Regions from separate parts of the Sus scrofa genome. Here all the other regions are linked to region 1. Evidence: chromatin contacts called from public HiChIP or PLAC-seq data. All regions are on one chromosome and are shown on one strand. The core of a region is the stretch at or near the end of the contact, and the rest is flanking DNA. Distances in the headings are between cores, read along the strand shown.

Region 1 (2,700 bases), core at 166-2,665:
AACAAACCCTACCAGTATCCATGAGGATGGTGAGTTCGATCCCTGGCCTTGCTCAGTGGGTTAAGGATCCGGCTTTACCATGGTATAGGTCACAGATACAGCTGGGATCCCACATTGCTGTGGCTGTGGTGTAGGCTGGCAGCTGCAGCTCTGGGAACTTCCATATGCTGCAGGTAGTGTAATCCTAAAAAAAAAAAGAGCAAAAAGAAAAAATATAGGTCAGAAGAATCTTTCCTTAAGCATGTGTCTCTTCTAACATTTGACCTTGAAGTCTATCTAATCTTTTCTTAAGCAGAACAAAGTTATTAGTTGGCATTACCATGAAATTACCTGCTAAAGTGCTAGTAGTCTATTAGGTTTTCTGATGTTTTGCTTGTTTTCTTTTTTGTTTTAATCTTTGCCTTGGTTTGATTATCTTAGCCTCTTGAGAAAACTGTTTCTTCATGTATGCTTTCAAATTTCTGACTTGTGTTTTATTATGTTCTCTTATAATCTTTTTGTTGTTGTCTTTTTGCCTTTTCTAGGGCCGCTCCAGCGGCATATGGAGGTTCCCAGGCTAGGGGTCTAACTGGAGCTGTAGCCACCAGCCTACGCCAGAGCCACAGCAACGTGGATCTGAGCCGTGTCTGCGACCTACACCACAGCTCATGGCAATCCTGGATTCTTAGCCCTGAGAAAGTGCGGGGATCGAACCTGCAACCTCATGGTTCCAACCTCATGGTTCCTAGTCGGAGTCACTAACCACTGCGCCACAACGGGAACTCCATGTTCTCTTATAATCTTTAATATAGCTTTAGTTTATGTCTCTATTTTCATTTTTAGCAAAAATTCCTAACTTCATTTGCAATGTGCAATAAAAATAATTGCTTTGGTCATATATTAGAACATATTAGTCTCTTCCAATTGTATCACTGACCCTCTGATCTTAAAATTTTAAGTTTCCACCATTTTTTAAATTATAAATGTGATTATTGAGACTACTTTCTTATTGAATGTTTGAAGAGCTTCAGATGGAAAGATTTGGTAATAAAGAAGTTTCACTTTTGATTCATAAAAAGTGTGGATTTCCTCCCAGAAGAGTAAAATTTCTGAAAGCATTGTTTGTTTTTAATCAATAATCATTTTTCTTTGTAACAATGTATTTATAATTGCTTGTAACTATGATTGTGTTATTTTCTTTATTGGATTTCCCAATTTCCAAATGGTTTTTCTTTGACATCTATGAGAGGAATGACTCATGAAGCTCCCACCTTAAGAGGACATAATTGTTCTGGGCAAGAGGAATAAAAGTGAGAGAGTGGGTCAAAGATTAAGAGGAGAAAATGAGCACATCAATTTTGTTAAGCAAAGAGCTCCTCAGAATAGTTCTGAAAGCCTCGCTAGATCCACAGTTTGGGGCTCAGTGGAAAAATGACACTAGGAAAGTCCCCAGGGAATGAAGCAAGAGGGGGAGGAGAACAAAAAGGAGAAGAGGAAGAAGGGGAAAATAGAGAAGTAATTGATGATTTCATGTAAATTCTTGAATTGTATTACAGAATTTCTTTCAGTTGTTCAGGATTTGTCTTATAATGAATGCAATCTTAATTTGGACAAAAGGATAGCTTTGTAATTCACAAGTAAGGGGAAAGACATCGTACTTCACCTACTCAGAATTGTTCTTGGCATGAAGAACAGGCAGCATAGAAACTGTGGCAAGTATGGAAGCCATTGTGCATCAATAGGCTTTGCCATTGAGCTTTTACTTTGCTTTATTTTTTGTTAATAGAGAACCTACTGGCTCTAAATGTGTGTGTGTGTGTGTGTGTACACCTTGAATGCAAATTAGGATGCCTTTGAATTTGAAATAAAGAATAGTGCTGACATTGTGACAGACTACTCATTTTATGCTTTTATAACTACCCTCAAGTAAGCATTTGAAACACTTTGCAATCTCAACGTATTATTAAATAGTCAGGTTGATGCAACGTATTTTAAAATAGTTTGACATTTCTAACGATTTGGACTTGAGCTCTAGGCTTTAACACAAATTACTTGGACATTGAGGTGATCTATGCTTGTCTCCCAATACACTGTCTGGAGCAACTGTACAAAAATATAAATCTTATTTCACTTCCCAGCTTAAATCCTCTAACAGTTACCCAAGGCCAAACTCCTTAACAAAACACTAATGGTGCCTGAAAGAAAGGTCCAGGCTCATGGTTCTCCATGCTCCCTTCGTGCCAACTGCAATGATCATGTTCTAGATCTTCCAAAGTTCCATAGTCCACAGGTCGTCGACACCTTTGTGTTGCCTGCTTTGTGCTGAAATGTGAAATGGGCCCATCCATCCTTCCATCCATTCCATTGCATAAATCTTGCTTTATGTATGAACTCAAAATTGACTCCCTGGACTCCCAGATTAGATCAAGTCCCTCTGTGACATGCTCATCTAGGGCCCAATATTTTCTTTTGTACCACTTGTCACAGTTTAATAATGAGTGAAGATAAAATTAATAACCTCTGTTATACATTACACTCTGAAGTACATGAGTACAAATAGACCTTATCGATTTTACTCACCATATTATCCTCACAAACTAGCACTGTACTTAGGAAGGAGTAGGTGTCCAAGAACTATTTCTGATTGAATGAATGAATACCTGGCATGATAGTTGTAACTTTTTAAATATATATGGGTGAAAAATAAATATATTCTAATCA
Region 2 (2,700 bases), core at 31-2,530, 150 kb after region 1:
ATCTGAGAGGGGAGGCTATTTTTTTTCTCACTTAACCACACTGATTAGCATCAGTAACCACTGTAAAGCATATTATATATTGCCAATGATGTATAAATTAAAAAAAAAAAAATCCCCTGGGGGAGTTCCCCCTGTGGCTCAGTGGGTTAAGAACCCAACATTGTCTCCGTGAGGATTTGAGTTTGTTTTTTTGTTTTTTTGTTTTTTTTTGTCTTTTTGCTATTTCTTTGGGCCACTCCCGCGGCATATGGAGGTTCCCAGGCTAGGGGTCGAATCGGAGCTGTAGCCGCTGGCCTACGCCAGAGCCACAGCAACTCGGGATCCGAGCCGCGTCTGCAACCTACACCACAGCTCACGGCAACGCCGGATCGTTAACCCACTGAGCAGGGGCAGGGATCAAACCCGCAACTTCATGGTTCCTAGTCGGATTCGTTAACCGCTGTGCCACGACGGGAACTCCAGGATTTGAGTTTGATCTCTGGTCTCGCTTAGTGGGTTTAGGATCCCTCGTTGCCACAAGCTTGCAAGGCTGTAGCATAGACCAGTGGCTGCTGGTGTGATTCGACACCTAATCCATATGACACAGGTACAGCAGTAAAAAGAAAAAAAAAATTAAAAATAAAAATAAAAAATCCCCTAAGAACAAATCTCCATTTAAGGAAGTTCGCGTGGATGCACAGTGATGGTTGAGAAAGTTCCCTCTGCCCAGTGCAGGAAAACTTACAAGGGAGCTGTTTGCACACCAGTCTCAGGAGCCCTTGCTGGGTCCTGAATATTCTCCGAGAAGGGCAGTACCGCTGAGGTCCTGTTGTTCAGGCTAGTCATGTGCGAGAACAAGAGGCACCGATCAGTCCTCTTGTGTGGACAGATCATCTCTGTCCCCATGCCATAGATCTGTCGTAGAAGGCAGAAGACAGGCCATTCTGCTTGCCCCAAAGGCAAGACTCCTTTATGTGGAGGGGGAAGGTAGAGGTAAACAGGAGAGGGAGGGAATTCACATCTTAGAATATTACATCTCTGTTTCTGTTATTAATTTCTTTCTGTGGAAACAAGCAGAAGAGTATGCCATTGGGAACTGCTCTCCATTTTAAAAACAAAGGAATCCCATGCTATGGTAAGGATGATGTTTATAGTCATAACTGAAAATGACTCAGATTTCTCAGGGCCTTTTAAGGTTGTAAGAGAAACACAGGCACTTTGTGGTAGTGCTGTGTGAGTGACAGGGCATGGTTCTGTTAATGGTTTTGGTAATCATGTTATCCTTAGCTCCCTATCAGCAGGGCTGTAGTATTTCTATGACCACTTCCCCCTTTCGTAATGAACATTTGCACGACTTCCTGGTACAGAGAGCTGTAGGCCCATTCGGACTCACATATTGTGAGTCAGCTCTGGCTCTGGTGTGCCACATACTCCCTTCTGTTGGAGTTTGCCCAGTCCCCGCACCTGCTGCTGCTGCTGCTGCTTCCCACCAGGCTTGGCTTCCTCTGGAAAAGAGGGCTAAAGCTCCAGTCGTAGCCCTCTTTTTGTGTTGTTTTTCTTGGTGCAGAGACTGTGTCAAGTGTTTTGATCAAAGTTATTGCAACAGTAGATATGGACAGTACTTTTAAAAAGTAAAATACTTCAGGTAATCAACATTACTTGCAGGCTTGCATTCAGTTTTCAGCAAAGTGTTTTAAGGTGGATTATGATTTGCATCTTCTGCTGTGCCTGGGGCTACAGGTACTACAGGAACACAGAGGGATAAAATGCAATTTCTGCCCATGAAGAGATCTGGGTTCTACAATTCATTTGGAAGTTAAAGGCTAGAAAATGAACATCTTGAAGAATGATGAGATGCATTTAAATTCCTCCAGTCCTTTCTGTTGGCCCATCTACAGATTTCTGCTCAGTTGTCACTTTGTCCAAGAAACTCTCCCCCTGCCCCCCCTGCACTGTGAACAAATCACAGGCCCTTGTTTCATACTCTAGTTTATTGTGTAGTCTTCCCTTCAGATCATTTGTCATAACTGTATTTTTCATTTATTTGGATGATATTTTCATTGTGTTTTCCTTTGATGGACTAGAAACTTCCCATGTCCAAGGGTCCTGTCTATTTTAATACAGCTGTGTTGGCACAGAGTAGGTCTTCAGTAGCCATTTACTCTATTCTTGCTTGAATGGATGTTGAGTTCTGACTATTAATAACTGATGAGAACCAATTTTTGAATTCAGTTTCTTAATACTTCTTTTCACTCTGAAGGTGAATGTCATTTCTCTCAAGGACTTAATATTTGTTGTATTTATAAAGCCTCTCATGTGTGCTTTTAGAAGTTCTCTTTTGTTTTGTAGTATTTTCAGTCACAATGGAAGAATCACTTTGAATTGCTTCCTCAGAGTCATGTCTGTGATTGTTGGAGTGGGTTAAGATATTTGTATATATTATTTAAGTGAGTGCATATCTGAGAAGGAAAGTCTTGGGACTGGAGCTGGGCAGATGTGACTGTCGTCCGCATTCATTAGTTTTGTGTCATTTTTCTAGGTGGAAATATGGCTTCTATCTTAAGTATTTTCCTTTAAATTCTAATGAGTATTTCTAAAGCTGTCACTTTGTTGCCTTTGTGAAATGACAACATCCAGTGAAGAGGCTTCATTGATACTTGCAGTTTTAGATAACAGTGAGTGTAGTTGATGAATGGATGCTATTGAAGCAGACTGACTTAA
Region 3 (2,700 bases), core at 82-2,581, 190 kb after region 1:
CCGCACCTGTGGCATATGGAGGTTCCCAGGCTAGGGGTCCAATCGGAACTGTAGCTGCTGGCCTATGCCAGAGCCACAGCAATGACAAATCTGAGCCACGTCTTCAACCTCCACCACAGTTCACGGCAGCAATGCTGGATCCTTAACCCATTGAGTGAGGCCAGGTGCTGAACCCGCAACCTCACGGTTCCTAGTTGGATTCGTTTGTGCTGTGCCACGACGGGAACTCCAATGACTGATTTTTTAACTTGAGTTGAACTTTGCTCAAAAGCTTAAAACTTTAATTGCAGTAATTTAACCTCCTTCCTCATGAAAGAAAAAAATTTGTGGGATATAATTAATCATTACATGCCAGATAGAATTCAACTGCTTTTTATTTGAAATACCTATTTTTGTTTGGAGGATCACTTTAGCATACATTGATTTTTTTTTTAACACATATTTCCTGATATCTAGGCCTCAGTCATACCATCATATATATTTGAATATTTTTTGTTTCTTCAGCAAGCATATATTAAAGTACTTATATTCTTCTCTATTAGTATTTTATGTTATTAATAAAATACTGATCATTTATGGACTGTTCAAATTAGATCAATATTTGGACTTTTATTCAAGTGAAGTCTCAAAAGTCATAAATGGTCTGGATTTTTCCCCCCTTGCCTCTTTCACTTATAAGTTTTGGCTCAATTTAAGTCTTAATTAATGCAAACCATGTTCTTGCGTGGTCTAGATTTTCTCTAACTATAGAGGATGTTCCCAGAATAAATAACTTCCCAGAAGCCTCATGATCTAAAGGTGAATAACAGCAGAACCAGTTTGATTTACTTAAATAAGAATGAATTTACTGTCTGGTCTCAAATACTGTGGCTTGGACACATGGGAGAGAGCGGTTAGGCCTGAGGTCTTGGAGTCATCTTCTTTGCAAAGTTCCAAGTCTATTGGAAACAGACTGTTCTAATTAGGTGTTCTTTTACTTAATTGAGGTTTATAAGAACTTAATGGAGTTTGAAGAACAAAAGTACCTCAATATGCATAATGGGCTATTTGGTATCTTCTTTTTTATGTGACATCTAATGAGAAAGGCAGCTAACCACATCTACATTTTCTGTAAGAGATGGAAATAACAGAGATTGCCTCCATTGAGGCAAAACCCTCCTAAAGTAGGTTGAAGGAAGATATAGAAAAAGTGACCAATAATAAATTTATTATCTAAGTAGGTAATTTTAGCTCTACCTGGCCAAGTCATTCTAAAGAAGCATTCTAGCTGAGTTGAACCATACTAATAAATACTGATGACAGTTCTGATTCATAGGCTCTCGTACAGGAAGTGAGTTAGTCTCTGGGGGAACATTATTAACCCTCTGATCAGTCTGAATATGTCTCATCTTGAATCATGCAACAAAATGAGGTTATGTTTTTCATCATAAATTTGCTCCTACATCATGTATTTATTTTAAAAAAATGATCAGTGCCATTGAAAGCAACTTGAGATTAATATTTTTAGAAAGGTAGGAAATTACAAGTCACAAAATTCCCATCTGGGCAGGCATGAAATGATTCTGGTCATTTGCTTATGATGTTTCAAACTTTGACCCCAAATAAAGTATCCTTTGCTTTATGGTCATGCCATCATCCATTTAAAAAAATTGAAGGCATATGAGTAATAGTCTAACCTTTTTATTGTGACTAATGCTTAAAATAGGTTGGAAGATTACAAGATTGTGACTCTTCTACATTTTGATTACCTTTTTGGTGGTTGGATGATTATAATTTTGAAGTTGATGCTTTGTAGGTCAGGGCATGCTGAAGATTCCTTAAGGTTTGAGGAAGCTATGCTACTGTATCTAGGCCCATAACCCCAACATATGTCTCCTTGAAAAGAAAAAGAGAGAGAGGCCACATACATCAGGGTGGACCAGTTCACTTCCTCTGGATTTCTGGATTTCCATTAGTAGTGGGTCAATAGGACTACTCAACAGATCTTCTGGCTCTCCTCTCCTGACATGTGCCAGGACTATATTTTCATACCGCTTATGTTAGCAGTGGACATACAACTAGTGTTGGCATAAGTGCTGGTGTGGGGGTTCCCATATCCTCAGGACGCCATGACTCGGGGCTCCTCAGAGACAATGAGTAGCTTTCTCTCTCTCCTCTGATTCCATAGTAACCAGGGGGTGTGAGTGACATAAGAATCCTTTTTTTTTTTTTTTTTTCCTGTTAAACCAGTGAGATTTTGAGAATGCTTGTTACTACAGCATCATTTCATCTAACTGACCTGTCAGAAGATCTTGGATTGGATGTTTATAATGTCCTCTCTAGCATATTGCTGCTCCTGCTTCTGCTTCTGGAGCCTAGGCAAAACAGTCTGATCAGACTCTGAAAACCAGAAAAAAGTGATGACAGGAGGCATACAGATGGAAGAAACAAAGAGGAGACTATTTTTCAAAACCATAAAATCTAGATGGAGGAGTTCCCGTTGTGGCTCAGTGATTAACGAATCTGACTAGGAACCATGAAGTTGCAGGTTCAATCCCTGGCCTTACTCAGTGGGTTGGGGATCTGATGTTGCTGTGAGCTGTGGTGTAGGTCGCAGACACAGCTCGAATCCCGCATTGCTGTGACTCTAGAGTAGGCTGGCAGCTACAGCTCTGATTAGACCTCTAGCCTGGAAACCACCACATGCCGCGAGTGCAGCGC

Evidence for each region. HiChIP or PLAC-seq counts read pairs in DNA pulled down with a chosen protein or histone mark.
Region 2: a contact with region 1 is called in an H3K27ac HiChIP or PLAC-seq map of alveolar macrophages. The contact joins two enhancer-like sites. A contact is called at or near these places in 1 of 47 Hi-C or Micro-C datasets (fetal heart ventricle) and 1 of 2 datasets of contacts at active chromatin or transcription factors (alveolar macrophages).
Region 3: a contact with region 1 is called in an H3K27ac HiChIP or PLAC-seq map of alveolar macrophages. The contact joins two enhancer-like sites. A contact is called at or near these places in 11 of 47 Hi-C or Micro-C datasets (embryonic fibroblasts, fetal skeletal muscle, heart right ventricle and 5 more) and 1 of 2 datasets of contacts at active chromatin or transcription factors (alveolar macrophages).

The regions. Positions count from the first base shown.
Region 1 is chr16:30,224,651-30,227,350 of Sscrofa11.1, forward strand. No RefSeq gene overlaps it. Among named protein-coding and RNA genes, the nearest start is that of EMB, 56 kb to the left of the region's middle. Within about 2 kb of position 1,416, at least 1 of the 83 cell types and tissues checked has an H3K27ac peak or open chromatin away from gene starts, as enhancers often do. A contact at or near this core is called in alveolar macrophages, where this site is marked.
Region 2 is chr16:30,370,716-30,373,415 of Sscrofa11.1, forward strand. The region is part of intron 3 of PARP8 (poly [ADP-ribose] polymerase 8); the gene reads left to right. Among named protein-coding and RNA genes, the nearest start is that of PARP8, 67 kb to the left of the region's middle. Within about 2 kb of position 1,281, at least 12 of the 83 cell types and tissues checked have an H3K27ac peak or open chromatin away from gene starts, as enhancers often do. A contact at or near this core is called in alveolar macrophages, where this site is marked.
Region 3 is chr16:30,409,985-30,412,684 of Sscrofa11.1, forward strand. The region is part of intron 8 of PARP8 (poly [ADP-ribose] polymerase 8); the gene reads left to right. Among named protein-coding and RNA genes, the nearest start is that of PARP8, 110 kb to the left of the region's middle. Within about 2 kb of position 1,332, at least 4 of the 83 cell types and tissues checked have an H3K27ac peak or open chromatin away from gene starts, as enhancers often do. A contact at or near this core is called in alveolar macrophages, where this site is marked.